2 separate regions of the Mus musculus genome follow, and region 1 is linked to region 2. Evidence: chromatin contacts called from public ChIA-PET data. All regions are on one chromosome and are shown on one strand. Each heading gives the region's core, a stretch centred on a gene start, on an enhancer-like site or on the middle of the called end of the contact. The rest is flanking DNA. Distances are from core to core; before and after follow the strand shown.

Evidence for each region. ChIA-PET counts read pairs in DNA pulled down with a chosen protein or histone mark.
Region 1: an REV-ERBa ChIA-PET map of liver shows a contact between it and region 2, with 6 times the contacts expected there. The contact joins the enhancer-like site here to the promoter of 1810008I18Rik in region 2. A contact is called at or near these places in 6 of 484 Hi-C or Micro-C datasets (astrocytes, liver and nephron progenitors) and 4 of 115 datasets of contacts at active chromatin or transcription factors (hepatocytes, liver and pancreatic cancer cells).

What each region holds. Positions count from the first base shown.
Region 1 is chr7:65,913,494-65,920,272 of GRCm38.p6, forward strand. All of the region lies in intron 2 of Pcsk6 (proprotein convertase subtilisin/kexin type 6), which reads left to right. Among named protein-coding and RNA genes, the nearest start is that of Gm51486, 14 kb to the right of the region's middle. Within about 2 kb of position 1,743, at least 32 of the 459 cell types and tissues checked have an H3K27ac peak or open chromatin away from gene starts, as enhancers often do. A contact at or near this core is called in hepatocytes and liver, where this site is marked.
Region 2 is chr7:65,800,956-65,808,073 of GRCm38.p6, forward strand. 1810008I18Rik (RIKEN cDNA 1810008I18 gene) reads left to right here and starts at 2,082. Exons shown (of 3, transcript NR_167723.1): 1 at 2,082-2,194; 2 at 3,071-3,377; 3 at 4,859-5,278. It overlaps Gm51485 (a long non-coding RNA gene), which reads right to left and starts at 1,395. Exons shown (of 3, transcript XR_003946789.1): 1 at 1,200-1,395; 2 at 471-693.

The DNA of each region.
Region 1 (6,779 bases), core at 493-2,992, 110 kb after region 2:
GTTTCAACCCCAGAGAAAGCATATAGACCAATTAGGAATTCTGAACTGCAAATGAAATACCTCTGTTTACATAGTCTAGTTTTAAGGCAATCCAAATGAATCCACTGTTCGTTTGATGAATATTTACTTTACCCAGTCATTTCCAGTTTGATGAAATTTGCTGTTTCATAGAATTACTTAGTACTGACCCTTATCAGAACCGTTTTCTTCCGTTAGCCCTTCATGATACCCTTTCACTTGGAAAGGTCTATAATTAATATTATTAACAAAAGGAAACGATGATTTAATATTATTCAGAGACATTGGAATGTAGTTGTCCATGTGCTGGAATGACCAAACTGGAAATGAATGCTATAGGGCTTTGGATAAAGTCCAGCCAAATACAGATGGTATTTTATTTTAATTACCTTTGATTTCTGTTGTATCAAAGCGGTTTGATGAGTGATGGAATTTACAGTCCACCCCAACATCATAGGAAATGGATGGAGTGTACATTTGTTTAAACCAAACACAAGCGGGAGGCAGCGAAGAAGGGAAGCTTGTCTTTATTTATACATAGACACATAGACACACATAGACACACACACACATAGACACATACACACACATAAACACATACAGGCACACACATAGACACATACACACACATAGACACATATATACACATACACACACATAGACAGATACACACACATAGACACATACATACACATAGACACACACAGACACATATACACACATACACACACATACACAGGTCACCCCTACCAGGCAGCTCCCTCCACCCATCCTTTACCGGCTTCTCTGTAGGCCAGCACTGTCTTTGCATTCTTTTAAAATATAAATATTTTATGTGTATGGCTGTTTGCCACACGCACGCAGTTCCTGTGGAAGCTAAGAGAGAGCATGGGATCCCCTGAAACTGGAGTTGCTAGCCAACATACAGGTGCTAGGAATAAAACTCAGGTCCTCTGGAAGAGCAGTGCTACTCTTAACTGCTGAGCTACTGGCTTCTGTACGTTCTTAATTAACCTTTGCGTGATTTCCTCTTGAGGGGGCCATTTTGCTTTGCTTTACTGATCAGCCGATCACAGGGAGAACAACTTACGTGTTCCCAGCGTGCAGTATTGGCCACTGGGTTTCTCTGAAGGCTGTCATCTAAGCAAAGTGAAACCATTTGTTTTTAACTTGTTCTTTTGCTAAATGTCTGCAGAAGGGCAGATGTTGCAGAAGCCTCAGCCAATAGCTGAAAGGGCTCACAAATTTTTTAAAAATTACTCGTTCTAAGTCTGTTCCAAACTGGCTTATAGTTTAGATGCCGCTGCCTGTGACTTCCAACCCTTACATTTTAGCTAGATGACTCCAGTTCAGCCCTTTCCTTTGGTTTTCAGCCAGTTGGATGATGGCAATGGAAAGATGGAGATGTTATTGGATGGAGAGAGCTTCAGTGCCTGCTTCTGGGCTGTGGGGACCTTCTAGTTGATGCCTCCTGCTGGGGCTTTAACGCTTCCCAGTTGCAGTGTGACTTCGGGGGCTGCAACGTGCATTCTGCTTAGCGCGATGGGACTTTGCCCCAGAGTTTAGTCAGAGCTCAGGTTTCTTTCCAGTGGTGATGCAACATTTAAACAGATCTTTCCATTAACCACAGATGGAATTTTATCTGACAGTTTGTGTGCGAGAGCCGTTCAAATAGCAAACAAACAGAGAGTTCCTGGCAGATAGCAGCACACGGACAGCGAGTGACCACAGTGGTCTCTGGGGGCCAATGGACTATGTAATGGCCAGGCTGCTCCTGCCCAGGATGGATCTGCCTATAATGGGTAGGAACAGCGTTCTAGCACCCTGACTGGAGGCCTCACAGACCACCACTTCTTCCCAAGCAGGATTGAAGAACAGTCGCCTCAATGCACTTCCAGCCCAGTTGATTTCAGGTGCATGGCTGTCGGCAATTGGCAAAGGGTCTGAATCTTAAAATGCACCTCAAAAGACAGTGTTTTATAATTTTACCTGCATTTCTGGCAGTCCTCAGTGACATCAAAGGCCTCACAGCCTCATTTGTGTTCTCTGGCTTGAGTTGGCAGGTACCCCCTCCCCAACTCCTTCATCGGTCAAGGCCAGCCCTCTTCGTGTATTGCCCAGTCCACATCCTGACTTCTCTCATGTGGGTTACAGCAATAGCTGTTCTCCAGTGAGCCTCCTTGTTGCCTCTGATCTATAGCTAACCTCTCCCAAGGGGATCCTATGAAACACCCTTTGCCACTGTCCTGAGTGGGCGGTACTCCCACCTCTTGGCTTCCTGTGTCCGCCTGAGCCCAGCCACACCAGCTTTTGTATTCCCCTCTGATGACCTCACGCCCCACTCATGTTCTGCCTTTGCACAGATTGCTCCCTATCTCTCCTGGTCTTTCTCTTCATCACCTCTCTCTGATCTCAAATATCCCTGCTACCAGGGAGCCAGTGGTTCGATCAACATCCTCAGGGTACGGTCTACTCTTCCTACAAGTTGTGTATTTGTGTTATAGATTTAGCCTGGAGTGGGTACACACCACAAGATTTGATAGCAACAGCAACCACGACTAGTAGTTTGCTTAGGATCTGGTCGGTGATAGAAACAGAAGTGGCCGGGAGCTGCGTAGGGTATCTCTGAGTTCTAGAACAGGCTGGGGAGCACATCCAGGGTGCTACAGCTGATAGAACCAGTGGGGAGTAATGGGAAGGCAAACCAACCAGATTGGGAAGAGGAGCTTGCCAACACGATATGAAGCTGTGGAGAACCAAGGCCACATCTTGTTTGTTTTTTATCCCCTCACAAGCCCAGCAGTCACCCGGTAAAAGCTAACAGATGCCAAATAAATGTTTATTGAAAAGTCTCTCAATTTTCACAGACCAGGCTCGAGCATACAATGGCTACCCGTCTTTATTTGCATATCAACTGCTTTCTATCTAAATGTTTTAGATATAAATTGTGAGATTCGGTGATCGTAAAACCCACACGGGGAAGCTGAGTGAGGAAAGCCTCGTCGCATGTTGCTGAAACCAAAATGATAAAGGAGTGTGAACCAGTGTCTGCTAGAGTCGTTGTGACAAAGGGTCACAGACTGGGTGGCTTGAATAACAGATACGTACTTATGTCTCACAAACTCGGAGGCCGGGAGGTGAAGGGGAAGGTTTTGGCTGGGTGTTTCTGTGAGGTCTTTTGCACATGGCTGTGTTCTTGCTGTGTCCTCGCATGGACTCCCTCTGTGCACATCTGCGTGCTAATCTCATATGAGGACATCAGTAATAATGGATGAAGGCCTACCCTAATGACCTCACTTTAACGCAATTTGTCTCTTTAAAGACTGTCTCCAGAGGTTGGGGTGTGGCTCAGTGACAAAATGCTTGCCTAACTTGTGTGAGGCTGTGGGTTTGAGCCCCACAGTCTCATTCTGAGAGACCGGGGGGTTAGGCTTTAACATAAAGTGGAGCTGTGGTTCTCAACCTCTCACAGGGGTCATCTAAGACAGATATTTGTATCATGATTCATAGCAGTAGCAAAATTACAGTTATGAATTAAAAACAAAAATAATTTTATGATTGGGGGTTACCACAACATGGGGGACTGTCCTAAAGGGTTGCAGCATGAGGAAGGTTGAAAACCTCTGATCTAGAGGGAGACACAGTTCAACCAGAACAATTGACCCAACTGGGTTGTGGCTGCAGGCTGTTTTCAGTGACTGTAAGCCAGTGATCTGCAATGGGGAAACTGTACTGTCTGTGTCCTTCAGCAAAGTGAGAAGTAACTTAGGAATGGGTGGCAGCTTCAATTTCCAAAGTTCCCAGGGACATACTGCTCATATGACCATCTGGTGAAGCCAGGGTCTTCCAAACTGAATTCAAGAAATGGCTTCTATGGTGGTTTTCTGTGGCTGCAGGTTAAGCGGGTGTGTGTGTGTGTGTGTGTGTGTGTGTGTGTGTGTGTGTGTGTGTGTTTATCGAGGAGGGTTGCTTCCCTGTTTCCTTGGGGGTGAGAGAGGTTAATGATGATAGTATTCTAGGCTGAGTTAGAAACATTCTGTGTCCTGGGTTTCCTAACTTTCCCCCAGTGTCTACTGCATGGCTTTTCTGTTGTGGGTGTACAATTGGCATAGCAACCTGGTGTCCCTCCTAACAAACCCCAAGAAGAAGAAGTGTACCACTGCAGGTGGGCGCAGGCATCCTACTAAGATCAGCTCAAATGAAGCCAGTAACCTATGGCAACAATTCTCCTGTCCTCTAAGGAGGTGACAGCTGTCACTCCCATGCCATGCACATGCAGAGAAAACCCTTTCGTCCCCCATGAGCCTTGTCACCTGCCACTGTTTCATTGAATCCATGGGTTGTATTTTCTTGGTCTGACATAGTATATTGTTCTTAGTTTAAACTGTCACAGTGACCAGACAACATTTTTTTCTTGAGTCAAAAGGAGAATGGCAGAGGAGAAAGAGTCAAGAAATATGGAAAAGTTAGAGATGTGTGGGGGAATAAATGGAGTGGGAGAAAACCCTCATCCCGCCAGACTTCTGGTGCTCTGGGCGGGCGGACTCAGGAGGACTGCTGCATGCTTTCCATGCGGCCCCGGGTGGGTGCCTGGCTGTGGGAAGACACGGAACCCCAACCCGCAGGGGGTGGACAAGGGGCAGTCTGAGGTCTCTGGGCCTCACAGAGGCCAGAGATAACAGGTTCTCAGTCTCGGGCATCCCAGACACCACTGGACACCTCGGAAGAGCTGAGAACAAAATAGGTAACCCAGGGGTGACTTGGTCATCCCCAGGGCCAAAGAGAGGAGAGGGCAGGGAGAGAGGGGGCACTGGGCAGGCGAGAATCCTTGGTCCAGTCCATGGCTGGAGAGTAGGAAGGCCTTCCAGCAGGAGGTTGGACACTGCTCTTTAGGGGAAAGCCTATTCCATCATTTCATCACGGCAGGCCTTGGTGAACAGAGATAGTCTATGGGTTTAAGAGAGAGGGGCCCGGCCATGGCCACTTGGAGAAAGGGGAGGAGGGAGGGGAAAAGGAGAACTAGAGATGAGAATAAGAAAGGTGAGAGCCTAAGAGATTGAGGAGGGGCCAAGCAGCCCCTTTTATAGTGGGCTGGGCTACCTTGTTGTTGTCTGGTAACTGTGGGGCGGAGCATACTTGGCTATTGTGAGGTAACTGTGAGGGTGGAGTCTAGCCAGAATGCCAGGAGCTTGGGGCTTTGTCTTCATGACTGATAGTTACAGAATTATGGAGTTGGGGGCTCTATGGTGTCAGGCACCTGTCTCTAGGAACATGGCTCACTGTTCCATCCCTTGTAGAGTTTCCTACTGGGTCTCCGGAGCAAGCCTCGCTCAACCAAAACAGGCTGCCTTTCACAGTCCCACAGAGATGGTGGCACATCTCTGTCTTCTCACTCAGAATGTTCCAACACTGAGGGGACCAGGTAGATGGGAACAATGCTACAGGGGACATCAAAGCCTTACCTAGAGAGAGCCATCAAACTCCAAGCAACAAGGAGGCCCTTAGTCTATCTACTAAGGGATTGTGGGTAGCATCTGAGAATGAGAAGCAGAATGGGGGAGCAAACGAAGCACAGCTGCCTAAAGTTTAAAGTTTCTTCTTCAGTAAATATGCCTGCTTTTCCTTTTGTGTCCCAGTGATGTGTTTGACAGAAGAGGATGGAAAGGGGTGGCCAGAGCAAACCTCTTCAGAGTTTGCTCCATGATCCTAATCACAGTGGGAATAAGGTCCCTTTGGCACATCAGTCAAGGTTGTAGAGAACAAAGGCCCAGGCCCATTCCTGAAGCATTTCCATAAGGGTCCCAGCAGTCCCAAGACTCCTGCCACTCCTTCAGGGACAAAGGCCCAGCTTCGCTTTTCCTCGGGTTGTGCAACCATTGGTGAGCACTGTCCTCACCTAACTCCATGTAGCCTCTTGTGGAGCCTTCAGCAGGCTGAATGTTGGTGTTTGGAGCAGTTATCATTGATGGAGACTACATGTGACCACACTGTTGAGCGCAAAGGCTCAGAGATGGGCTGGCCCGGCTCACACACATTTACGCTTTGGAATCTAAAGCCCCGGCAGGCAGGGTGTCAGCCTGTCTACTCAGGCTTCTTTCTTTCCTACAGCTGCTCCCCTCTGCTTTGGGATCTGATGGTTCCTAGATCCTGGGAACATAGCCTCTGACTCCTCTACTGATCTGCATGGGGTGTAATCAGGCTGCCTTACCATGCAGAAGTCCCTCTTGACCTTTTGTATTTATAGACTAGAGCATACTTCTCTTTGAAGCAAAAGGCACAGGGAAAGGAGAGATGCCAGGAGCTCTCCTTTGTACTGGGTACAGCTTTGCATGGAGCACACAATCCATTCAGGATTCAATAGAGACCCTCCTGAGTGCTTTAAAAAGTTTACCAGCTTGGTTCTAATACACCCCCTCCCTGATGTGCTGTGTAGGAGCCTTCAGTACAGAGGACTCTGGGAATGTCCTTTGTCTCCTTAGCTCTTTAATACCACAGATGGACCCTTATATGAAGGGGGCTTCCTGAGGAAGCTTGTTGGGGTTTCTGAGGACAAAACCAAACCCTTCAGGGCAGGAAAGGGCTCCACAGCAAAGCAAGCAAAGTTTTATGCTATCTTTGTCAACACCATCACATGGGAGGATTTTTCAAAACAGCCCTTTGTTGCTTATGACACCCAGGACCAGTGTGTCAACTAGGCTTCTAGTCTGGCAGAGCCCTCTGACTCACACAAGAGGAAACAGCTAAAGCTGCCTCTGGGACTC
Region 2 (7,118 bases), core at 832-3,331:
GTGGGTGACTCTTCCTTCTTCTGACTCAGCACACCTCTAAAACCATGGGAGCCTAAAGATGTCCACTCTCTCATTTTTCAATAACCGATGGCTAATACAGATTGTCAAGTTGACAGAATTTAGAGTCACCTAGCAGAGAGGCTTCTGGGTGTGCCTGTTGGGGGTTGTCCTGATTAGGTAAACTGAGGTAGGGAAGTCAACCCACCTTTACTGTGGGCTGGAATCCTAGACTGAATCAAAAGGAGAAGGTTAGCTGAGCACCAGCAGCCATGCCTTCCCATTTCCTGACCCCAGATGCATGCAACAAGCCACCCTAAGGTCCTACTGCCCTGACTTCCCGGAACGACACCCTTAAATTCTGAGCCAAAATAAATCCCTGTTCCCCTCAGGTGTTGTTTGTTTGTTTGTTTTGGGTTTGGTCAGGTATTTTATCACAGCAATGGGGAAAAACAGCTAAGCAACAACCAGACCTGGTTTCTATTTGAACCCCTGATTCTACTTGATAATGGAGAACTCCTGTCAGCCAGGGCTTAGTTGCATCCTCTGTTCTGATCAGTTCCGAAGGGCACGGCAGGGATACAGTGGTCCTGTGAGTGTGTCTGGTCACTCATCCGAGCATGAGGACGGCCACTGCTTCAGGAAGATGAGTTGCCACCATGCCACTTCAAGGAAAGGGTCATTTGTGTTCCGTGCCTGAAATTCAGACCATGATAAAAACCCCTTCCAGATTTGCCGTCTCCAACGCTTGAATACACCAAGCACCCCCATGCTGCCCTCTTGGGCATGCTGCTGAATTTTGATTGATGTGTCCAATTCTAGGACAACTGAGCCCATCAGGGTGCTGAAGAGGGGACAGCAGAAGGAGCACCAGGGTAGGCTGTGTGTTAAATGAGCAAGCCATGACAGACAAGCCAAGCACTGTGCAGGGGCATGCCTGCTAGGATTGAATAAGCTTTTAGCCAGGGAAGGATACAACCCTTAAACAGCAAAGCAAGGACACCCCTGGCTATGTCCACCAGGTCTCCTAACTGCAAAGCAGTCTGGTTACCATCCAGGAGGGAACATGATAAGAGGATTCAAAGTGGCCTGTCTGTAACTGACTACTGAATGGCTTCAAGAAAGAGACGCCCCCCCCCCCCCACCATGTTACAGTACTACTCTGAAGCTAGAAACGTTTGCCTACTAAGAAAACACAACACCTTGCCTTGGTGAGTTCAAAAGAAAAGAGGACTTCTTCAGTTCACTGTCGCAAAGACCCAAGGACGAGAGACTGTATTGAGTGGTGGCTTTCTGCTGGCAGAGTCCCAAGCAGCAAGGGATCTCCCCCCAAAAGGCAAGGGCCATGCATGCTTCAGTCCAGTGAAGGCCTCACTGCTGGCTACACTGTGTCTGCCCTCTAACACTTACTTCACAATGGGGACAAAATTCCAACCTGAGTTGGGAGGTAGAGGAAGTTGTGTTGAAACCGTAGCAACAATCAAAATAAAAAAAAAAAAAAGTTCACATGACTAATTGATGACTCAGTGGCCGTGGATGTCTCTAGATCCCATTGGCCAGCATTTAGCTAAACTAGAACCTTAGCCGATCATTTCATGTTCCTTAGTCATAATCTCTTCAACGTTCCTTCAGATTTCTAGTATCCAGAGCTACTCAGTGAACAGAAAAAGTTTAATGACTATGGTTTTAGTACTCTAGACAGCGTGTGCCAACTGTCCTGAGAAGGAATGAATGTGTGTGTGTGTGTGTGTGTGTGTGTGTGTGTGTGTGTGTGTGTGTGTGAAATCACGTACTAAATATCTACCCAAACTTTAGCTCTTATATACTAGATTTTATTTTATTTTAACAGATATTGTTGTGCAGGCCCCAGTTCTTCTCTAGCTTTTCCAGAGCGCGCCTCCCTGCTCCATCTTTCTCTTCTCTTGACCAGGTGTGCAAACAATTAGAAGGGCTCAATAGGTCAGGGCCATCTGTGGTTTTTACCAGTTGGCAGTGGCATGCGGGGAGGAGGCCAGGGTTGTGGGTCTAGGGTTGGGCAACTTTGTAACAAACATATTAGATGATGCAACGGGGCACAGGCTTCTGAAAGGCACACGTGGTCTCAACTGTGGCACCTTGGAAACAGCCTACGAACTCAAAGGTGACGTTTTTTTCCCTTGGGCTTGAGCTGGGCTTTCTGGTAGAGTGCAGCCGAGGAGTAAGTTGGATCTGTGTGGGGTTTTAACTAATGTGCCCAAGTAAGTTGGGAAGTGGTTGTCATAGCAGCAGGGTAGCCATGAGACTTGAGGCAGTTGTAGGTAAAAGCCAAGCTCATGGAGGTAGATGCTGTAATGAACAAAGGGCCTATCTATCTACCAACCCTGCAAACAGGCTAGCTTATTAATTATAGACAGCCCAGTCTGGTGTCCCAGGAGGCCCCGGTGTGAATTGAGGGACATAGCAAGCCAGTTTGGGATCCAGTTCCTCTGCTCATCAGCACCTGGCTTCATGCATGGTGTCTGCCCAGGAGGGTGGATGAGGCCAGGATAGCCTGGCCAGGGTCTGCAGGAGTGAGGGCTGATGATCTTGCCAGCAGCCACCTCCCAGGCCCAGCTGCAGGGCTGGGCTTCCTGAAAACTGTGAGTCTGGAGCAAGACAGCTGACCCCTGCCTGCCTGTTTACAGTTTTCACAGGGCTCTGGGGACAGCTGTGGCCTCCCCACCCCTGTGGCCTCATGGTGGTGATGTGGGGGGGGCCCTACTGGAGCGGCTGGGATTTAGGAACATCATCAGCTGTTCAAGAGCTACAGTCTCCCCATAGCTTTCAGCAAATAGTGGGTGTTAGTTCATATCTCCTGTAAACAGTTGTATTCTCGGTGGCTGCCCGGCTCCGGTTAAATATTAACAAAGAACGGCCCCCATGGCCACTCCTGGGGTGTCTGTTTTAAATATTTAAGTAATTGCTCTTTCCCGTCCCTGAATGACATTTTGGCTAAATTTTCTGTAACTGCTGTTGTTCCTCTGGTTATTAAATTGTGTAAAATGCCCACCCCTTCCTCTCTCCCTTCCTCTCTTCTCCCTCCCTCTGTAAACAGCTGTCTCATTCACCGCCAGTCAAAACACCCTGGGACATCCTGGGGCCCAGAGTATCCTGCAAGGCTCATGTGTGACCTCCTGGGAAGCAGGTGGCTATTGAGCTTGGCAGTCTCTCCCCAGGATGCGGCAGAGGGGCTCACCTTGGTGCGCCAAGAAGAGCAGCTGAGCTGTGCTGAGTTGGGTCTGTCTCCATCCAGTATTTGTGGTAACCACAGGCTTCGGGATAGTCTGCTTCTACCTGGGCACAGCTGTGGAAACTTCCTCGGGCCTTAGATTTTGCATCGTTAGGGATCCGCACCCAGGCAGGTTAGTTCCTCCTTCCCAGGTAAGGCATGGGATGGCTGTGCCACTGAAGCCTTGTCTTAAGAGCTAGGTTCTTTCTCTCCTTTCCTTTCCACTCCATGGAAGGAGCGGGGGGGGGGGGGGGGGGTAGAAGGACGAGGGTGACCTTTTTCCTGCTTGGGTCAAAGAAGTCTAGCTCTAATTTATGAGACTCCAAGACAACCTTGCATTTCTGAAGAGCTAGTGAGATCACCTGAAGAATAAACTAATTTAAAGTCACTTCCACTTACCCCAAAGACTACCATGCAGATCTTAGCATCGAATGAATTCCATCCTTAATATTTTAAAGACCTTTTAGTACTTAAAAAACAAAATAAAGGGGTGATTCCAATACTATAATTCCTGGTAGGGCACCAGGGTGGACCCTCGGGACACTTCCTGTTGGAGGAGCCTGATGTAGCACTAGAGTCTCATGGGAAGTCGTGAGTCCCCAGATGCATGGCATCTCTGCATTCTCACTTTCCTCCTTTCTACATGGAGGAAATAGTAGTTCTGACTTCAGAATTGTTAAGATCGACAACTTGGACTTCGTGAGTGATACAACGTGCCTGCACAGTACTGCCTCAACCAATGAGCTAGCTACTGCTGAAACTAACCAGGAGGGAATGCTGAGGGAGAGCATGAGTCAGTCCCCAGGCCACCCTGTGGCCCAGAGACAGAGTCATTAGTTGTTGGGACGTTTGAAAGCAGGATTGCCAGCCAGAAGTCAAATGGACATGTAGGGGCTGAAGAGGGGTCAGTGCCTGCAGCTCTGCGCATGTCAGAGCGATGCAGCTCTGCGCATGTCAGAGGGAAGCTCAGGGATAGCGCCTCATCCCTCAGAACCTGGGGCCACAGGCAAACCGACTGGTGGGGCAGAGGGGAAGTACTTAAGAGCAGGACTAAGTAGAAGTCTGTTTGGGGCTCTGCTCAGTCATTTACCCTTGGCTACCCAGACACGGGATGGTAACAGCCAGCCGTGGCCTCCACCCCACCCTCAGACACTCTAAGAGACACTGGACCTGCTTTCCAAGAACTAACTAGTCTTTCAGTATGAGTGGATTTTATATAATGGGGTAATGATCAAAGCCCACCTCAGCATCACCCATAGCGCTCTGGAGGGCGTTGAAACGTGGGGTAGATGGGCCTCACCTGAGCTTGTTGATACAGAGGGATCCAGACCAGTGGTTCTTACCTCGTGGGTCGTGACCCTTCTGAGGGTCATATATCAGATATCCTGCACATCAGGTATTTACATTACAATTCATAACTGTAGCACGATTATAGCTGCGAAGTAGCAACAAAATAATTTTGTGATGGGGGGGGGGTCAAAACAACATGAGGAACTATATTAAAGGGTCATAGCATTAGGAAGGTTGAGAACCTCTGCTCTAGATGCTAGAGTGAAGATAAGAATTTACATTTCTGATTAGTTCCTGTATCGGTTGCTATTCTCCTTCTCACAGATGGACTGCCTCTCCTTTGACTTCCCGCCTGTTATGCTTGGGACTACTGCAGAAGCTTAGCCCCTTCTGATGTTTGTGTATGACAATCTACAGGCCCAGTCCTTGACACTATCTGATCCAGAGAGCTGCCTTGTGGGGATGCAGACCTTCTACAAACAGGCACACTATGCACCAGGCACCCAGCACAGTCACCCTGGCGCTCCACTCTCAAAAACAAAAGAAGGATGGAGACCCACTGGACACATAAAAAAGACCAGAAATACGAGAAAGAAGTAGGAGAACAACCAACCTCATAGGGAAAATAAATATTTCAGAAAGCAGAAGATAATTCCTCAAAATATTAACCAGTGTCTTCAGAGGAATGAAGGTCTGAGGCCTATAATGAAAAGGAAATAAATAAATAAATAAATAAATAAATAATTGCTGTCAAAAAGGAATCACACGGTAAAGATAGAAGCTTAGAAATTAAACAGGATGATTTAAATCAAAATTTTAATTAAGCTGAGCCAGGTGGTACACACCCTTAATCCCAACCCTCAAGAGGCAGAGACGGGTGGATCTTTGTGAGTTTGAAGCCAGCTTGGTCTACATAGGGAGTTTTAGGTCAGCTAGAGCTACATAGTGAAATATTTTCTCAAAAAAAAAATGGAGTGAGAGGGAGCTGGAGAGAGATTTCTCATTGGTTAAGACTATTTGCTGCTCTTCACATGCCTGAATTTAATTCCCAAAACCACAGGACAATTAATAGCTGTCTGTAACTCCAGTCCCAGGGGAGCGAACCCCTTCTTCTGGACTGTCTGAGTAGCAGGAAGGCACATGGTGCACAGACAAAACACCCATATACAAAACAAAAACCTAAAATCATTAGAGCTGGAGAGGTGGCTTAGCAGTTAAGAGCATATACTCCTCTTGCCAAGGGCTCAAGTTCAATTCCCAGCACCTGCATCAGGAAGCTCACAACCTCCTATAATCCCTGCTCCTGGGGAACTAACCCTCTCCTCTGTCCTCCTTCTGTAGGTCTCATGCACTCACGTGCATGCCCCACTGCCACAGACACATACACATAGTTAGAAAGTACATTTATTTTTGCAATAAAATAATCTTAAAATTCAAAATTGTCAGCCGGGCAATGATGGCACACACCTTTAATCCCAGCATTTGGGAGGCAGAAGCAGGTGGATTTCTGAGTGTGAGGCCAGCCTGGTCTACAGAGTGAGTTCCAGGATAACCAGGGCTACACAGCGAAACCCTGTTTTGAAAAACAAACAAACAAACAAAAAATTCAAAACAAAAAATTGTCAATAAAACAAAGCCGGGATGCATCCTAGAGTTTAGAATGAAAATAGGAAGAAACTAAAAAATGTAAGTGAAAAACACAGTCGCAATAAGTCAACCCAGAATGTCAGGTGCTTGATTGTTTTGCAGCAATAAGCACAGAATACTCAGAAAAGAATATAATCTCAGAAACAATGGAAGATCCTGGCATAAGGTCTTAAAGGATCACAAGTGTCTGTCCGAAGAGAGCTAGTGACTACCACTCTGAATTGATAACACATTGTCTGTATTTAGACATAGCCACATGAAAATTGAGAATACAAAAATAAAATGAAAGTTAAAAAGATACCCAAGTTCCCAGAGAGAAGAAATAAAAGTGAGAGCTTCTCAGAAGGCTCTAGAAGACAATGGCACTAGACCTTTTGGGGTGTAGAAGATAAATTCTGTGAATGAGTGATTTAAATGGTTAGAACCAAGCATCCGGGTGGGAGCGCATGCCTGCACTCTCAGAGGTCAGCAAGCGGGTACAGACAGATCATAACCTTGAAGGCCTGGGCTACACAGTGAGTTCAAGGCCAGCCTGGTTTGAATAATGAGACTCTGCTTCGAAAAATAAGAAAAAAAGGGAATGGGGTGTCAGGAATAGCAAATGAAGACATTCTACAGCTTTTTATAGAGTTTCCTAGGAAGTTCAATAGCAAAGCAAGGAGATAAAAGACCCATGCTGAATCCAAGGACCAATGGATGTAGCCCAATAGTTAATGACAGATGATGCATCGGGGGTAAGGCCTCCAGAGCAGTGGGACAAGCTTAGATCGTGAGTCCTAGAGGCTCTGAGATGGATGCTGTCAGGCAGGGAAATGCAGTGTAGTAGAACACCTGATCAGACAGCCCCAGTCTAGAACACAGAAACTTCTGGAAACATTCTGAGGATTTGAAATTGGACAACTACTCTAAATGCTAAAACCACCTCTGGTTTCTGGTC